Linked DNA regions of Sus scrofa: region 2 is linked to region 1. Evidence: chromatin contacts called from public HiChIP or PLAC-seq data. All regions are on one chromosome and are shown on one strand. The core of a region is the stretch at or near the end of the contact, and the rest is flanking DNA. Distances in the headings are between cores, read along the strand shown.

Region 1 (7,904 bases), core at 3,903-6,402:
GGAGTTTGCCTCCGGCCCGAGGCTGTGCCGGGCGGGAGGAGTGGGCTGCCCTCTCCAGCTGGGTCTCCGTCTCCAGGCCTCACAAGGTCCCCTGTGGGGATGCTGCTATTTCTATGATGCAAATTGCACATTTCCTAGATTTTGTATCTATGGATTTGGATAAGGGAGGGGAACAGGGACAAACTGCTTGTACAATTTGAAATGGGCCGAAATGGTACTTTAAATCTTTTGATTGCTCCTAAATAAAAACGTAAATACATTTCTTATCTGCTGCCTTTATTTTGGGGGCGGGGGATCAGAAAAAAAGCTAAAGCACACCTCCTGATCTGTTCGGTGGGAATGCGTGACAACTTGGGAGGACGAGTGGGGAAGTCTCCCCCTGGGCAGTCCAGGAAGGTTCCATTCCCGGGTCACCGGAGTGCCTCCTCCAGAAAGAAGTGCACGTAGCGGAGATTATGCTGAACAGAGGGAAACTGAGTCATCCCTGGAGCCATCAGGCAGCTGGTAAGAGGACACTTTTTCCTGGGTGGGAAGTACCAATAAGCAGGGCTCGTCATTTGTTAAGGAGAGGTTGGCAAATATGCCTAAGGACCAGGATTAAAGCCCAACTTTTTTTTTTTTTTTTTTTTTTTTTTTTTGTCTTTTTGCCTTTTCTAGGGTCACTCCTACAGCATACGGAGGTTCTCAGGCTAGGGGTCAAATCCGAGCTGTTGCTGCCGGCCTACGCCAGAGCCACAGCAACATGGGATCTGAGCCGCATCTGTGACCTACACCACAGCTCATGGCAACGCCAGATCCTAACCCACTGAGCAAGGCCAGGGATCAAACCCGCAACCTCATGGTTCCTAGTTGGATTCATTAACCACTGAGCCACAGTGGGAACTCCCAAGCCCAGCTTCTAATATTCAGATGATTGAAATTCTGTTGGGTGATCGTGCTAGAAGAGCCCCTTGAAATAAAGCAAGTCCTTGGGAACCGGTCAACTGACCCTGTGGTGCTGCAGCCTCTGGCAGCAGCTTGCTTAGGTCCTAGCTGTGGGCGGAGTGGGCGGTAGTGGCCTCCAGACCTACTGAGGACTCTGGCTGAGACAGGACAGTTGAAAAGGGAAGGACGACTCATTCTGTTCCAAAGCTAGTTTGTGGGTGACCAGACACCACTTAAGAGTTGTTTCTCCCCCAGCAGAACTAACATGGTGAGATGATGAGCTCAAGTTGAAAGACCCGTGAGTTTCTAGCCCCAGGCCTGGCCTTGGGTGATGAGGTCCAGGAGGTGCCTGGTCCAGAGAGAGGCGTTGCCCTCACCGCTCAGGACCACAGGTCTTTGTTAAGGGCAGTGTCCTCAGCTGAGGTCAGAAACTGCTCCTGCCTTTTCCCCACAGGGTGGCCTGTGGAGTGGGGGTTCTGGACCTGAGACCTGTGCACACATGTCCCTGGATGAAGGTCAAGGCCTAGCCCTTTGAACTCGTCCTGGTGGGCCGGGCAGCAGGGGCAGTTCCTGTTGGTGGTGACAGAGGCCCTGCAAGGAGCCAGTCCCTCCCCTCGCCTCTGCCCCCCGGTACCACGGACCTCCTCCCTGTCCTGCCCTTTTGCTTCCTTCTGTCCAAATCAGCAGCTCTGGACCTGACCACGCATTCAGGTCACCTGGAGAGCTTTTGAAAAACTCTTGGAGTTCCCATCGTGGCTCAGTGGTTAATGAACCCGGTAGCATCCATGAGGACACGGATTCGATCCCTGACCTCGCTCAGTGGGTTAAGGATTTGGCATTGTGTGGTAGGCTGGCAGTTGCAGCTCCAATTCGTCCGATTTGACCCCTAGCCTGGGAACCTTCATATTCCGCGGGTGCGGCCCTAAAAAGACAAAAAAAAAAAAAAAAAAAAAAACCCAAAAAACAAAAAACAACACTCATAAGGCCCAGACCACCAACACCGTGTTCTTCAGAAGCTTCCCGGGTGACGCATGACCCAGTGGATGGGAGGTGGTGCCAGCCCAAGCCATCACACCGCGGGGACATGGACTGCGTGTGGTGAGGCAGGCCACTACCCACCAGGGGCCAGTTCATTTTGTCCCACGTGAGGGTCTTCCCCCGACCCCCACCTCCCCGCTGGGCTTCCTGGGTCATTCAGTTGTCAGGTCTGGAGGAATCTGAGGTGAAACTGTCCTGTGAACTTGCTCGAATTTGCTGTCATGTTTTTTACCAGGAAAAAAGGATCAGGATGCTTCCAGTGAAAGGCAAAGGCAGAGTCACAGGAGCACCCAGAGGAGGAATGTCCCAGGTCTGTGAGGCTGCCTTAGAGACAGCAGAGCCAGTTACAGGAGGGAATGTCCCGTTCAGGATGCACGTGATCAGCACCCACGGCGAGGAAGTCTCGCAACAGCAGATGGCCCACCCCACAGCCAGTGCAGAACCTCTTCCCTGGCCGACCGGGACTCTAGGAAGACGTGGGTCAGAAGAGCCTAGTTAACGCCACCCTTGGCACCCAGACCCCCCTCCTCCGGGTTGGACCACGAAGCTCTAGGAAGAAAGCCCCAGGACCAGCAAGAACCTGAGCAGTGGGGCTCCAGTTGATCGAATTCTGTGGTCCCACGTCTCCAAGTGGCTGGGGTTCAGGGGCCTACATGGACCAGGATGAGGCCAAATCCGAGAACTCAGGCAGTGGACGTCTTGGTCTGACTTTTCACACAGGAGAGGGATGCCTCTGACTGACAACTCTCTCAGCAATTCGAAATCTGTCTTGGGGTTGTCTCCAAAGACATCTTGGTCTCTCTAAAGCCAGTGACCATCCTTTTGACCTGCACTGTCACACCAGGGTGGTGTGACAGGGACCCTTTTAAGAACCGAGCATGCTTGTGTCCCTTCAATGGCAGATCGCAGGCTTCCTGGGCTGGCTTATTGTGCCTGTCCCCACTCATCCATCAGGCAGGCAATGGTTTGCCTGTACGGCATGATTTTTGATCCACGTCAGCAGAGACCACAACAAAATTAGCCACAGGCAACTAAGAGTGGCACCCAGAAACCTACATTTGAATGCTTCGAGTTTTAGTCTGTGTTTGGCTATGCCCGCAGCATGCGCAAGTTCCTGAGCTGGGGATCACAGCTGTGCCGTAGCAGCAACCCGAGCTGCTGCAGGGACACCAGGTCCTTAACCGACCACGCCACAAGAGAACTCCACCACTTGTTTTTTTAAGGAGAGGTTTCTGTGGAACTGGAAGGGACTCTGGTTCCTTCCTGCTCACCTTTAATCCCGGCTGGCCATGGCAACCTGGACTTGCTCACAGGCGGGCTGCCCCATCGGCAGACAAGCTGGAGGAGAGGGTGGCTCACGCCACTTCACAGCCTTGAGGAAGATCTGCTTGACCGGGAAGTTAACGGACACTCCCCACCCGCTTCTACTGCAGAACGACTCAGGCAAGCAACCCTTGTTAACGGGTTTCCCGATAGCACTTTCCCAAGCCTCCAAAAGAACGTATGGGTTCAAGGACACGAGGATGGTTTACTTGGCAATTAGGTCTTAGAAGGGCAGCAGAACTAGCAAGTGGCCCACGCTGAGCCCAGATGGGGGAAGAGACCTTGTGGGAGCTGCATGCTGGCTGTCCTGAGGCCCCTCCGTGCCCACGGCCCAGGCACCAGCCTCCGTCCTTGGAGGTGGGGCTGCCTGCCCGAGCCTCCCGGGTCTTTTCACCAGCTGGACAGAACCTGCCGTGCGCGCAGCAGCGTCCTGCAGCACCACGAGGCAAGCAACCAACTCCTGAAGCCCACTCCTGCCTGAGGGAAAGCACACCGAGTCCTCTCTGCCTTTGAGGAAACATGTCAGCAGCACCGGCTTTGCTCCTTCTCCCCCGCCCCGACTCTGCCCGATCCTGACAGCACTGGCGGTCCCAAATCAACCCGCCAGCGCCGGGCAGCTGCCAGTGCCGGGCAGCCACCGCCGCCCTCCTCTCAGGGTGCCCCTCCAACGGTGCGGAGCAGGAGGAGCAAAACCTCAGCACAGTACCGTGGGAAGGAAGATGGACTGCTGTCTTTGAAAAAGTCCCTTTCGGGAGGAAAGCTCGTCCAGTAAAATTTAAAATTTTTAATAACATTTAAATTATAAACCAAACGTTGGCAACCATATATAGACATGTTTGCTATGGACAGCTGACTGTGAGGTCATACTTTCAAACACAACTTGAGAATTAGTTTAAATAAATCAATGTCTTCTCAGAAATTGTATAATTTCTGTCGGTTTACAATCCATGATATGGAAAATTTCATGTTAAATAATTTACCAGCTACCCTAAAAGTAAGCTATAGAAAACTGAATCACTATTAGGATTGAGTAATAACAAGGCTTTAACGGCTCAGTGGTTCTTCTGAAGAGTATATATAAATCTTGAAAAGGTAACACTGTTAGTTGAGCTGTAAAATCCATAAAAATAACAGTTCTGCCACAGTGCACAGAGAAGTTTGTTCATTTTGTTTCCCCAATCCCCCCACCAAGCAGCTTTCAGGTCAGAAGTGGAAGACATAGAAAATCATACATCCTACATGAAGGAATGAAGACAGTGAGAAACAGAGTGTGTGCAAAAAAGAAACTTTACAATTCCACACTGCAACGTCACGTATGTCTACGAACAGGACTGGACTGCTTCCACGAATACTGGAGATCCCCTCGGCCTCCTCGTGCAGTGTCGTCTGGCAGGCTCAGAGCCAAGGTCGTGGCTTTCGCTGCAACAGGGAACGAGGTCTTCGGTCTGAGCCGGGGTGGCAGCGGGGCTGCGGAGGGCGCCTTGCTGAGGGAGGACACGATGCTCGTGTGCAGGGGTTTCCTGAACGCACGGGGACAGTCCCCACTTGACCTCTGCCTCGATGACTGGCTTTTCCACTCCGGCCATGCCGGTGCCCATCATCCTGACCACGGTCTGGAGCTGTCATCTTGCTGCGGGTCTCGCTGCTGACATGGAAGGAGGCACCGCCCAGTTTTCAGCCCTGGGGCCCTCACACTCCCATGGCCCTGGGACACGCTGTCGCTGTCCTGGCTCCAAGCGGCAGCCCGGGGCTCGGCTTCCTCTGCTGGCCCCTCTCGGGGCAACCCAACGGCCCAGGACTGCCCAATACCACTATTTTTAACACGAGTCCCTGCGTGTGCCAGGCTGGGTAGTGCTCCTGACTGGGCGGCGTGCCCTTGTGCTGTGTCCTCCTCTCCAGGCAGGCCCTGTGCTCCTCCGCCCTGGCCCCAGGACCAGACTAAGGGGACATCTAGGCTCCCTCCCTGCCTGGCTGTCAGTTTAAAGCTACAGACTGTGTAAACTTTTGTTTCCCTCGCCCAGCAAGGCTGCTCCCCCTCCTCTCCTCTCAGGAATGTCAGCGGTCCTCAGAGCCGCCTGTGCCGCTGGCTGAGGCCACCTCTCTCCCCCAGGAGCTGCGGCTGTGGTCCTGGCCCCACAGATGGACGGCTCCATCTCCGGAAGTCAGGGCCGTGTGTGCTTAAATGCGAGACACAGTACGTTTCTGCCTTCCCCGGAGCTGGGGCATGGAGGCCCAAAACAGGAATACATCTCATTAATGGCATGGTTTTCGTCTAGCGTTCACTGCTGGGACCCAGCCTCCAGGCGGCGGGGCCAGGAGGGCGGCCACGGCAGGCCGCTTCCCAAGAACCCAGTTCACGGCACTCTGCGGGGTGCTCGGCCCCGGCTGCTCTCTGCGAGGCTGGGGCACAGCTAGAGGCGGTTGTCTCCATTGACCCGAGTCCTTCGTGGGGCCCTGGATGGAAAGGAAGACTGTCCTTAGCGGCAGCAGCGGGCCCTGCGGCCAGCTGGGGGAGCCCCCGGACAGACGAAAGGGAGGTGCCGCCAGAGGGGGTCCAGACACTCCTTCCCGCCTCTCGGGCCCCTGCGTGCTCCAAGCCGGGCACTGGCCTCTCCACCCGCTCCTCACCTTCGCTCCCGACTGTCAAAATGGTCTGCGAGATGCTCCTGGGAGATGCGGAAGTCCTCAAACGGCTGCTGGTAGCGGGCTTCGAAGGAGCCCTCCCGGGCCCGGCCGTGTGCCGGCTGGCCAGAGATGTCGTAGCCCCGCTCCCGCAGGGACGTCCCCCCAAAGGGACTGAGGTCGCTGTTCTCCTGCTTCAACAGGGGCAGATGCACAGGGGTCGGCAGCTGCCCGGCCCCCGGAGCCCTGGGCCCGGCGCTCGCCCCGCCCGGCCAGTTACCTTGACGGGGAAAATGTCGAGCTTGATGAGCAGGGAGGCCAACTCCAGGTCCTCGCTGTAGTTGTTCTTCAAAGGCACCGCTCTGTATCCTGGGAGGAGGCCTGGCCCTCAGACCACGGGGAAGGCGGGCGAGGGCCCCCACCCCCAAGCCAGACTGGGGAGAACGACCCCCAGGAGGGGCTCTTACCCGTCTTCAGTCCCTTCACCGGGAAGGTGGCCTGAGCCAGGAAGTTCTGGTCGCTAAACATGTCTTCTTCATACACCACAAAGCGCAGGAAGGCAAATTCGGGGTTACTGATCTGGAAGTGGAAGAGCTTGGCCGGCCACACGGGGTTCAGTCCGTTGTCCACTGTGAAAGCAAAGGCAGAAGGCCTCAGGCCACCGCTAGGAGGGAACAGGGTCATGGGCGTGAGGGGCCTTTCGCACCCTGAGGGGGAGGCTCACCCACAAACTCTGTCTTCTGCTTGATGCTGTCATACTCTGCTCCGGCCACCTCAATCTCCACAAAAGGACACACAATGCCTCGGCCATTCTTCGGCAGATGCCGGGCCCCCAGCACCTGCAAGGCAGGCAAAGACTGGCTGGGACAGTCCTTCGGCCTCCCCCGGGGCCCGGCTGTGCAGTGGAGCAGTGCGCCCTCTGCTGGGCCCCAAGGACACTGCCCGTTAAGTCTTTCAAATCAGCAGGGCCCTAAGAGCCTCTGCGGCAAAAATTCAAGTTTTAGCTTTCACCACAAATTTCAAGTGAGCTTTTGCAATCTATTTCACATGAGATCCATGTATATTTTAACACAGAAAATTTAAATTATTTCCCCCAGGACAAAAAATGGAAATCTCTTCTCTGGGAAAACAAACATGTTCACCCTACACGATCCTCACTCCCCTCCGGCCCCTTCACCCTGAGCCCTGCAGCACCAAGCTGTCCACATCACAGCTTCTCACCAGGGTCATGGCAGCGCTCAGATGCTACACAGCCCTGGGGCTTCGGTGGGGGTCAGTCATTCTTACCCACGCCCCATCCTAGGCAGTGCCATCTGGCTTGTTCCTAGCTCCCCACTGGTACCAGCTTCCTGCCCGTCTCCTGCCTACCCCTGCCAGGCTACTGTGGCTTGGCCTTCCCGGACAGCCTGACTCCTTAGTGCCAAGAACTTGCCACATTTAGTCTGGCTGCCCCAGCCTGTGCCGCTCAGAACCCAGGATGCTTGTCACTCCTCAGAGGACAGTGACAACCTCCTCAGGCTCAAGGGCAGCCCAGTGCCCCCTCCTTCATTAACTCACACCCCAGCCTTGAGGCCTGAAACGAACGAACCCCAGCAGTGTCCCCTGCTCACCTCAACACAGATGGCGCACGGCTCCAGCCCGCGGAGGCTGCTCTTGTCGAAGGGGTCGAAGGCCTCGTCCCTCATGGTGCTTGGCTGCAGCACGTAGCCGCAGTGCCCGCCGGCCATGAAGAGAGCCTGGTTCATCTGCATCGGCTTGTCTGCAAGAGTCGGGTTACAGGGTGGACTCCAGCCCACCTGCCCCCCAGGGCCCCCACCCCTCGGGCCACCTCCTCACCTGGGGTCTGGAAGTTGAGGGCCACCAGCTGACTGCCACAGATCCACATGGGCAAGGGGTCATAATTGGAGGAGTCCAGCCGCTGGCCCTTGGGGTAGATGCGCGACAGCTGCAGCCGGTTGTACTGGAGGAACTTCTTGCCTTTGGCCTTGTTCACATAC
Region 2 (7,904 bases), core at 3,207-5,706, 110 kb before region 1:
CCCCACAGCAGCCAGTGTGCCTACCAGACCACATCACCCACCCACCCCTGCGCACTTTGCAGCTTCCCACTGCCTCGGACCCACATCCACAGTTACTCAGGTGCTGGCTTCTGCCTCCTTCCTGTCCTCTGCTCCCCACTCACCTTGCTCCTGCCAGGTGGGAGCACGGTTGGTTCCTTACAAAGCCAAGTTCTTCTCCTCTTCAGTACAGCCCTTCCCTCTGCCTGACACTCTTCTCCCAACTCTTCCAGTAGAAGGTCCTTCTCCAACATCTGGTCTCAGCTAAAATGTCCCTCCTCAGAGGGGTCCCTTCCCTGATCACCCCTTTGTGGTAGCTTCCCATTGTACCCCACTCAGTACATGTACATTTCCTGCTTAGCACTTCACCAAAATTCAAGGTATTTCATTAACATCTTGGTTTTCATCATACAGTCTACTGGGGAACTATCGTCTTCTTTCCTAGTAGACTGCAAGATCAAGAAGACAGCCTTGGCCTGTTTATGGTCCAGTCCTGGCCCAGTGCTCTGCCTAGACTCCACTAGGTGCAGGTCCCCAGTACTTTTTGGATAATAATAATTATTATAATTAACCTCTTTTGAGCCTATGTGCCAGGTCCATGGCTATGTGTGTTTACACTTTAAATCTCTTGGAGAACCTATTAAGGGGTGATGGTTAATACATTATCATTTGTCTTTGTTATTTTGAGACAATTGAGCTTCAAGAAGTAATTTTTTTTTTTTTTTTTGGTCTTTTCTAGGGCTGCACCTGCGGCATATGGAGGTTCTCAGGCTAGGGGTCTAATCGGAGCTGTAGCCGCTGGCCTATAGCACAGCCATAGCAACATGGGATCCGAGCTGCATCTGCAACCTACACCACAGCTCACGGCAACGCCGGTTCCTTAATCCACTGAGTGAGGCCAGGGATCAAATCTGCAACCTCATGGTTCCTAGTCGGATTCGTTAACCACTGAGCCATGATGGGAACTCCCTCAAGAAGTAATTTTTAAACTTACGTATCTAAGAAAATGGTAGAGCTAGAATTTGGATTTATATGATCTGACTGTAGAATATTCCCTTTTACTCATTACTGCCTTCTCATACGAATGTAGGAATAGCTGAATGAATGTGGAATATGCTATAATGTTAATATTGGATAGTTCCTCATGTTTATGCTTCTGAGCATATGCTGGAGTATAAAAAACAGTGCTTGGATTAGGCTGGTGCATTTCCTGTGAAGTTTCTGTTAATAACCACTATACCAAAGCACATAGATTAGTGTGCTTTTGGGCTCTGTGTTTTAATTTTACCTCTGCCACTTTCTGGCTGCAAGCCCTTGGGCAAATTCTTTAACATGTCTAAATCTGTTTTTTCCCCCCGTAAATGGAGAAAAATAATAATTCTTATCTCAGAGGGTCATTGTGAGTAGCATAATTGTATACAAAAAACAGTGACTGTTAGCTATCAATGTTATAAGGAGAAAAAAAAAAAGTTAGGAAAAGCCCTTTAGTTCCATCAACAAACTAGAGCTTAGTTTGTTGTTAAGAGTAGAAGATACTCTGTGGCTCAGTGGGTTAAGGGCCCAATGCTGTCTCTGTGAGGATGGGGTTTGATCTCTGGCCTTGCTCAGTAGGTTAAGGATCCAGCATTGCCACAAGCTGCAGCATAGGTCACAGATGCAGATTGGATCTGGTTTTACCCTGGTTGTGGCTGGGGTGGCAGCTGCAGCTCTGATTTGACCCCTAGCCTCGGAACCTCCATATTCTGCTGGTGTGGCCATAAAAAGGGAAAAAGGGGGAAAAAAGAGTGAATGATAGACCGTAACTAATATTATTGTTTCACTGACTCTGGTTTTGAGTTTATAAAAATTATCAGAGAATTAACTCTTTGGCTTGGGATTTATAATCATTCTATTGATAAATGGCAACTTTATGTTTGTTTTTAAACTTGTTAAATGCTTATAGGTAAGATAGCTTTGTTTTCCTCTTCATTTTAAACTACTCCCAATCTTAAGAAGATTCTTAGGGTAGAGTGATCTTTTGAGAGGTGAGGGTTTTTTTGTTTGTTTGTTTGTTTGTTTTTTGCCTGTTTACCGCAAAGGTACTCACCACCATTACTGCTTACTTCAGTAATGATTATCATCACGGAGCGATCCTCAAATAACCAAGCAAACGCCAGGCCCAGTGCGGGCACGGACGGGCTTGGCAGCCTTCACGGTGGAATATCTGGGCACAGTTGGATTTTCTTTTGGGATAGTTTATGAGCAAGTACTAGTCTGGTCACTTCCATCATTTCTGTGAAATAGAGGGTGAGGTTGTCTGCTAAGAGTAAGTGGGAAGAGGTCAGAGAGAAAATAAGATTTCACATGCAGTGTGGTCAGGAAGAGGAAGGGTGAATTTGGGGCAGTGACTGTGACCTCTTGGCAGTCTGCAGGGCTCTGTTGAGGTGGGAGACCAGGGATTGAACAGCACGCCAGGAGCCTTCAGCTCTCTGGCTTTAGGTGCTAAGAAGGCATGTGGTTAGGCTGAGCCAGGGTCGCGGTGTGCTGAGGGTGAGCAGCAGGAGGACAGCGGAGCAGAGGAACTGATGGTATTGGCCAGGGAGTGATTAACGTGAGTGGTTAAGGGGGTCTCTGCTGGACTTGGAGGAGAAGGGGACCAGAGGTGTTGATGAAATCAAGCAATGGTGTGCTGGAGCGATGGAGTGGTAGGAGGATGTGGTTAGGGTTTTTTTTTTTTTTTTTTCCTTTTTTGGCTACCCTACAGCATATGGAGTTTGTGGGCCAGGGATGGGATCCGAGCCGCATTTGTGACCTAAGCTGCAGCTGTGGAAATGCCAGATCCTTAATCCACTGTGCAGGCTGGGGATCAAACCTGTGTCCCAGTGTTTCCAAGACACCATCGATCCCTTTATGCCACAGTGGGAACTGGAGGATGTGGTTAGGGAGGTACATGTGAGTGAAAGATTTCAGATCTGGGGCAGTTAATTACTGGACATGACAGGCTCCACAGACGTATGTGGCTGAAGTGAAGCAAACTCGTGAAGATGAGTGAAGTCAAGGAGGTCAGGAGCAGACTGGAGCGTTGTCTGGGTCATCCATGTGGTTATCCAAGCCATCAAAAGGATGGCAGGACATTTGGGGTGGAGAGAAGGAAGGTGTGCCAAGTCTTTGGTGAATGATGTACCAGCAGTGAAAGGAGGTGTGATGGCCAACCTACAGGAATCTCCGAAGGTCAGAGTATTTTTGCCCGAGGGCAGTGGAAGAGCAGTGCTCTGGAAGCTTTTTTGCTTGCAACGTCTCTTTGGAAGAAATTGGCTTTGGGCCAGGTTCACTATGCTTCTGAAGGAATCCCAATTCCAAGAGGGCAGCATGGATGACATGTAGTATGGGAAATCTTCTGAGGGTCTGTGGTAAGAATATAGATTCCAGGGCTCCACCCCAGTCCACTGAATCTAATTAGAATTTCTAGGAGAGGGGACTGAGAATGTGTATTTTAACACCCCCCCCCAAATTCTTTAGAATTAGGGAGGTTTGGGAATGCGGCTATAGTGGATAAGAACATAGGGTCTGGAGGCTGACTACCTGGGTCTGAAGTGAGGCTGGTGACTCTTGAGAGCTTGCCTTCTGAGTCTGACTTCAGAAGCTCTGAATTAAAAGACCCTCCATTAGAGGCAAACACCCTGATGAAAGCAAGGAGAGATTGCTGGTGATGACAGAGACAAAAATGCTCTACAGAATAATTCAAAGTACAGTGATATGGGGACATTCATGAGGAAACAGACTTGTTTGCCCCAGTGGTCTCTGAATACATTAATCACAATTACTGTTCTGGTCATCAGGAATAGGTCAAATTATAGTTTGGTTAGCTCAGAAAGGTGGAGAAGGAAATAATACAATTTAATTTATAAGCTTGCATGTTTTAGTGCTTTGATTATGAGTAAAATTACCTTATGTGACACAGCTCTGTCTCTGAAGATACTGGATTAAAAAACCTTTTACTCTGTGACAAGCCAGAGATACGAGCAGTTATTATCCTGGAGGGGCTGCGTACATGACCAGATGCTTAATGCCATGATACCAGCAGCCCCACCACCCCATTCTCCCTATTTTCATGAAGAAAATTCTGTTCCTTTCCATGACAAGGAAGAGGAATCCAAAAAGAGATTAGCTGCTGGGGAGGGAACTTAGAGGTTGCCATGCTTGTATGACTCCTTGTCTGACCCTGTTGTAAGGAGGGCTTGAGTTTAAATTGAGTGTTTAGAATATTAAACTATACTTACTGCCTGGTTTGTCAAGCCCAGACACCACTGCTATGGGAAAACAATATTGTCAGCCCTGCTAGAAGTGGCTGCTTTAGGACCTTCAGCTAAAACTTGGGTGGCTCTATCATGTGCTGTATTTCTTAATTCCTTGTAGCACTGTCGGTACTGAGGAGACTGGCTTTCAAACTGATGAACTGGGTGCCAGACATGGCACAGCATCTTGGCTATATCCCTGCCACTTAGCGCTTTCCACGTGGTCTCATCTCCCTGGTGAACTGCAGGCAGCCATTTCAATGCACATTTTGAGATTTAGAAAGTGTGGCAATGGAGGTTTAGCAATGCCAGCTCCACCAGAACTTTCTGTTTGCAAGTTGAGACTTTTAAAAAGTAATATCCTTAAAAAAAATAAAACAGGAATTGAGAGTATTTTTCTCTTGTAGAAAAACATTTTCTTCTAAAGCTGAGAAATACTGAACAGAGGCCAAAGAAGATTTTTAATGATACTACCATGCTATCTAGTATCACACTTTCCTACCCTCCAGAGCCTTGAAGCCTCTGCAGTGTCATGGTGTCATTTATAGTGTCTGAATTACTAGGAGTATTCAGCCTGTGAAATGTATGCCTGCTTTGAACTAGGCACCTTGGGGTTGAAAAAAAAGGTCTCTGGTTTCAAGGAACTTACTTTTTCTTAAGTTATATGAGGTTGCATTTAAATCTCTAACCTCAGAGTTCCTGCTGTGGCACAGTGGGTCGATCCCTGGCCCTGCATAGTGGTTTAAGGATCTGGCATTGTTGCAGCTTTGGCGTAGGTCGAAGCTCCGGCTCAGATTTGATCCCTGGCCTGAGAATTTCCATATGCCTCAGGTGTGGCTGAAAAAGAAAAAAAAACAAAAAAACAAAAAACCTCTAACCTCAAGCAGACCATGCAGTGTGCTGTGAAGGAGGTATAATCAAAATGTGGGATTATAGATAAAAAGAGAGCTTATTTCTGGTTTGGGTGGAAGTGGCAAGAGGGAATATTTGTAATCAGTCTGGATCTTGAAGGTTAGGTAGAGTTTTAAACTTTTTTTTTTTTTTTTAATTCTCTGTTTACTATGGTATCATTTAATTTAGCAAAACTATAGAGATATTTTGGTGCCTAATGAATTAGCTTTTGGTTATCCAAATGACTCACTCATCCTGAATGCCTCGGGCTATAATTATTTTGGATAACTTATGTCTCTGTAACGTATGAAGTACTAAGGAATGTATGGTAGAGAAGGGCTTTTATGGAAGCCTTAAAGATAATCTTGGGATCATAGCAGACATCTCAAATCCCCAAGGAAATGGAAGCACAGTGCTGTGGTGGTGAATAGAAAACCAGACTGGTAGGGGAAGGCATAGGTCTGGGTGTGTGGTTTAGGCTCTGGGGGAGGATGGAGCCCTGAGTGATACTGGTGAGGACTTGGTGGGAAAGGAGAAGTCGGCCCATTAGGAGTCACTGTCTCGTTTCTGAGTATCCTCGGGAAAGGTGGGCAGGGAGGGTTGGAGAGCCCTGTAGGATGGGACCTTAATGAATCCAAGGCTGCCAGCTCCTCCTGGTTCTCCCCTGCTCTAGTGTGGCTGAGCACACCGTGTTTTCCCGGAAGGCTGTGAGGCCATGCCCAGAATTCCTTTTCCTGCCCTGAGCCTCTGTGGTCCTTGTTACTGGGCTTGTCCTGCCTCAGACCTGTGTCTTCCTGCCATAGCGTGGATTCTGTCTTGTTGATGTGTATCCCTCTGTGTGAATCCTCACTCCTTTAGGAAGCCCTCTTCTTGCCATGCTAAGTTAGTGATGGCTGAGCTGTTGTACCAGCCTTGCAAATGGTTATATTATGCCCAAGACTTTGCAGTTTTTACTTTCCCATGTGAAGCCTCCATTTTCCGTCTTCTACTTCCTCCATCAAGCCAACATTTAATTTTCTAGGAAGCTGGAAAAATATACAATCCTGGGGCCCTGGCTCAGAAATCTGATCCCCTTGGGAATCAACATATACAGGTTTGATAAGATAATGTTTCCTTTTTTGTTTATTCCTAATAATGCCGATAACATCTTAAAAGCCAAGGTATTTGGCAATACCATATGCTCCATTCTACCATGCAGGTGACTAAAGTAACTCTAAGAAAATGAATTCAGTTGCTCACCAATAATGTACTTATTGTGTGTCTGCTGTGTGTCAGGTACTGTGCTAGACACCAGTGGGGAGCAAGTCAGACATGGCCTCTTTCTCTGGCCTCATGCCACAGACAGTCTGGTGGCTCCATGGCCAGGAGGCCATGATAGATTTGCAAATTCACGGTAAGCCCGAGGCAGGAAGGCCCGGTGTTTAGTCCTGCTTTTGCCTTTTATCAGTTACACGACCTTAGGTGTTTGCATCTCTTCTATCAACTGGAATAAACCTTTTAAAAAGGTTTTGTAGCGCTTAAATGACAGTACCTCAATAAGAGTTTTAAAAAGGTTAAATTACTGTATATGCAAATATAGGTGGAATAAATCAGCCCCTGCCTCATTCAATAGAAATAGCTAGTGGGGGTTTTCCACTACTCTGTGGCTTCAGAGAATCACTAAAATCAGTATTTGGACTATGTGTTATTAATATTTCACTGTTATAATGTTTATTAATAATAAATAAGAAAACCAGGAGTTCCCGTCATGGTGCAGCAGAAACGAATCTGACTAGGAATCATGAGGTTGAGGATTCTATCCCTGGCCTCACTCAGTGGGTTAAGGATCCGGCGTTGCCGTGAGCTGTGGTGTAGCTCGCAGGCGTGGCTCGGATCTGGCATTGCTGTGGCTATGGTGTAGGCTGGCGGCTACAGCTCCAATTAGACCCCTAGCCTGGGAACCTCCATATGCTGCAAATGTGGCCGTCAAAATACAAAAAGACAAAAAGACAAAAAAAAAGAAAGAATGAAAACCAGCTCTTTTTTGGTACCTGGGGTTAATACAGGCTACTTAGTCAACCCTAAGGAACTGTACATTTAATACGTATTGGCATTATTTTAGAAAGCAGTGCTTCTAGATATTTATTATATAACCAGAAATTTATTACTACTGTGATAGTGCTAATAATCTAATATATACTATGGAATTATAGTACAGTAAGAAAAAATGTATTTGAATAGTAATTATAAAATAAAAAGTATCCTTTGTAAGTAGAAGCTGTTTTTGGTTTTTGCAGATTTGGGTAAATAGTTTTGACCTGCCTGGGTCCTCTTTGGTTCTGACCTTCTGTTGTTTTTATGGTCCCTCCTACCTGCTTATCACAGAAGAACTAAGACCTTCCATTGTAGCAACGTAGACAAGACCCTTAGTCTTTCTGAGCCTCAATTTAATCATAAAATGTGGCCTTTTTCTTGGCCATGCCAACTTCACAGGGTTGTTGAGACATTCCTGTTGGAGTGGATGTGAAGGTTCCCATTCAGTTGTAGGTCAGGTAATTCTGGCCAATGAATGCCCCAGAAGGGCTATGTTTTGGTTTACAGCACAGCCCTTGTTCAAGTTTCCTGATTCTTCCTTATCATAATTCAGTGCCCTCTACATCCTTTTGTCCCATTCTCATTTAGTAGCATTTCTCTTTATACCCAGTTGGCCATTAGCCAATGTTTATTGAGTTCTGCTGTGTG

What was found. HiChIP or PLAC-seq counts read pairs in DNA pulled down with a chosen protein or histone mark.
Region 2: an H3K27ac HiChIP or PLAC-seq map of skeletal muscle shows a contact between it and region 1. The contact joins two enhancer-like sites. A contact is called at or near these places in 1 of 5 promoter capture datasets (fetal liver) and 2 of 2 datasets of contacts at active chromatin or transcription factors (alveolar macrophages and skeletal muscle).

The regions. Positions count from the first base shown.
Region 1 is chr17:43,840,704-43,848,607 of Sscrofa11.1, reverse strand. PLCG1 (1-phosphatidylinositol 4,5-bisphosphate phosphodiesterase gamma-1) reads right to left here. Exons shown (of 32, transcript XM_021078388.1): 26 at 7,744-7,904; 27 at 7,518-7,666; 28 at 6,632-6,746; 29 at 6,375-6,536; 30 at 6,188-6,276; 31 at 5,914-6,101; 32 at 4,055-5,739. The coding sequence ends at 5,697. It also overlaps a transcript of ZHX3 not described here. Among named protein-coding and RNA genes, the nearest start is that of ZHX3, 14 kb to the left of the region's middle. Within about 2 kb of position 5,152, at least 5 of the 83 cell types and tissues checked have an H3K27ac peak or open chromatin away from gene starts, as enhancers often do. A contact at or near this core is called in skeletal muscle, where this site is marked.
Region 2 is chr17:43,949,988-43,957,891 of Sscrofa11.1, reverse strand. It overlaps a transcript of ZHX3 not described here. Among named protein-coding and RNA genes, the nearest start is that of LPIN3, 40 kb to the left of the region's middle. Within about 2 kb of position 4,456, at least 5 of the 83 cell types and tissues checked have an H3K27ac peak or open chromatin away from gene starts, as enhancers often do. A contact at or near this core is called in skeletal muscle, where this site is marked.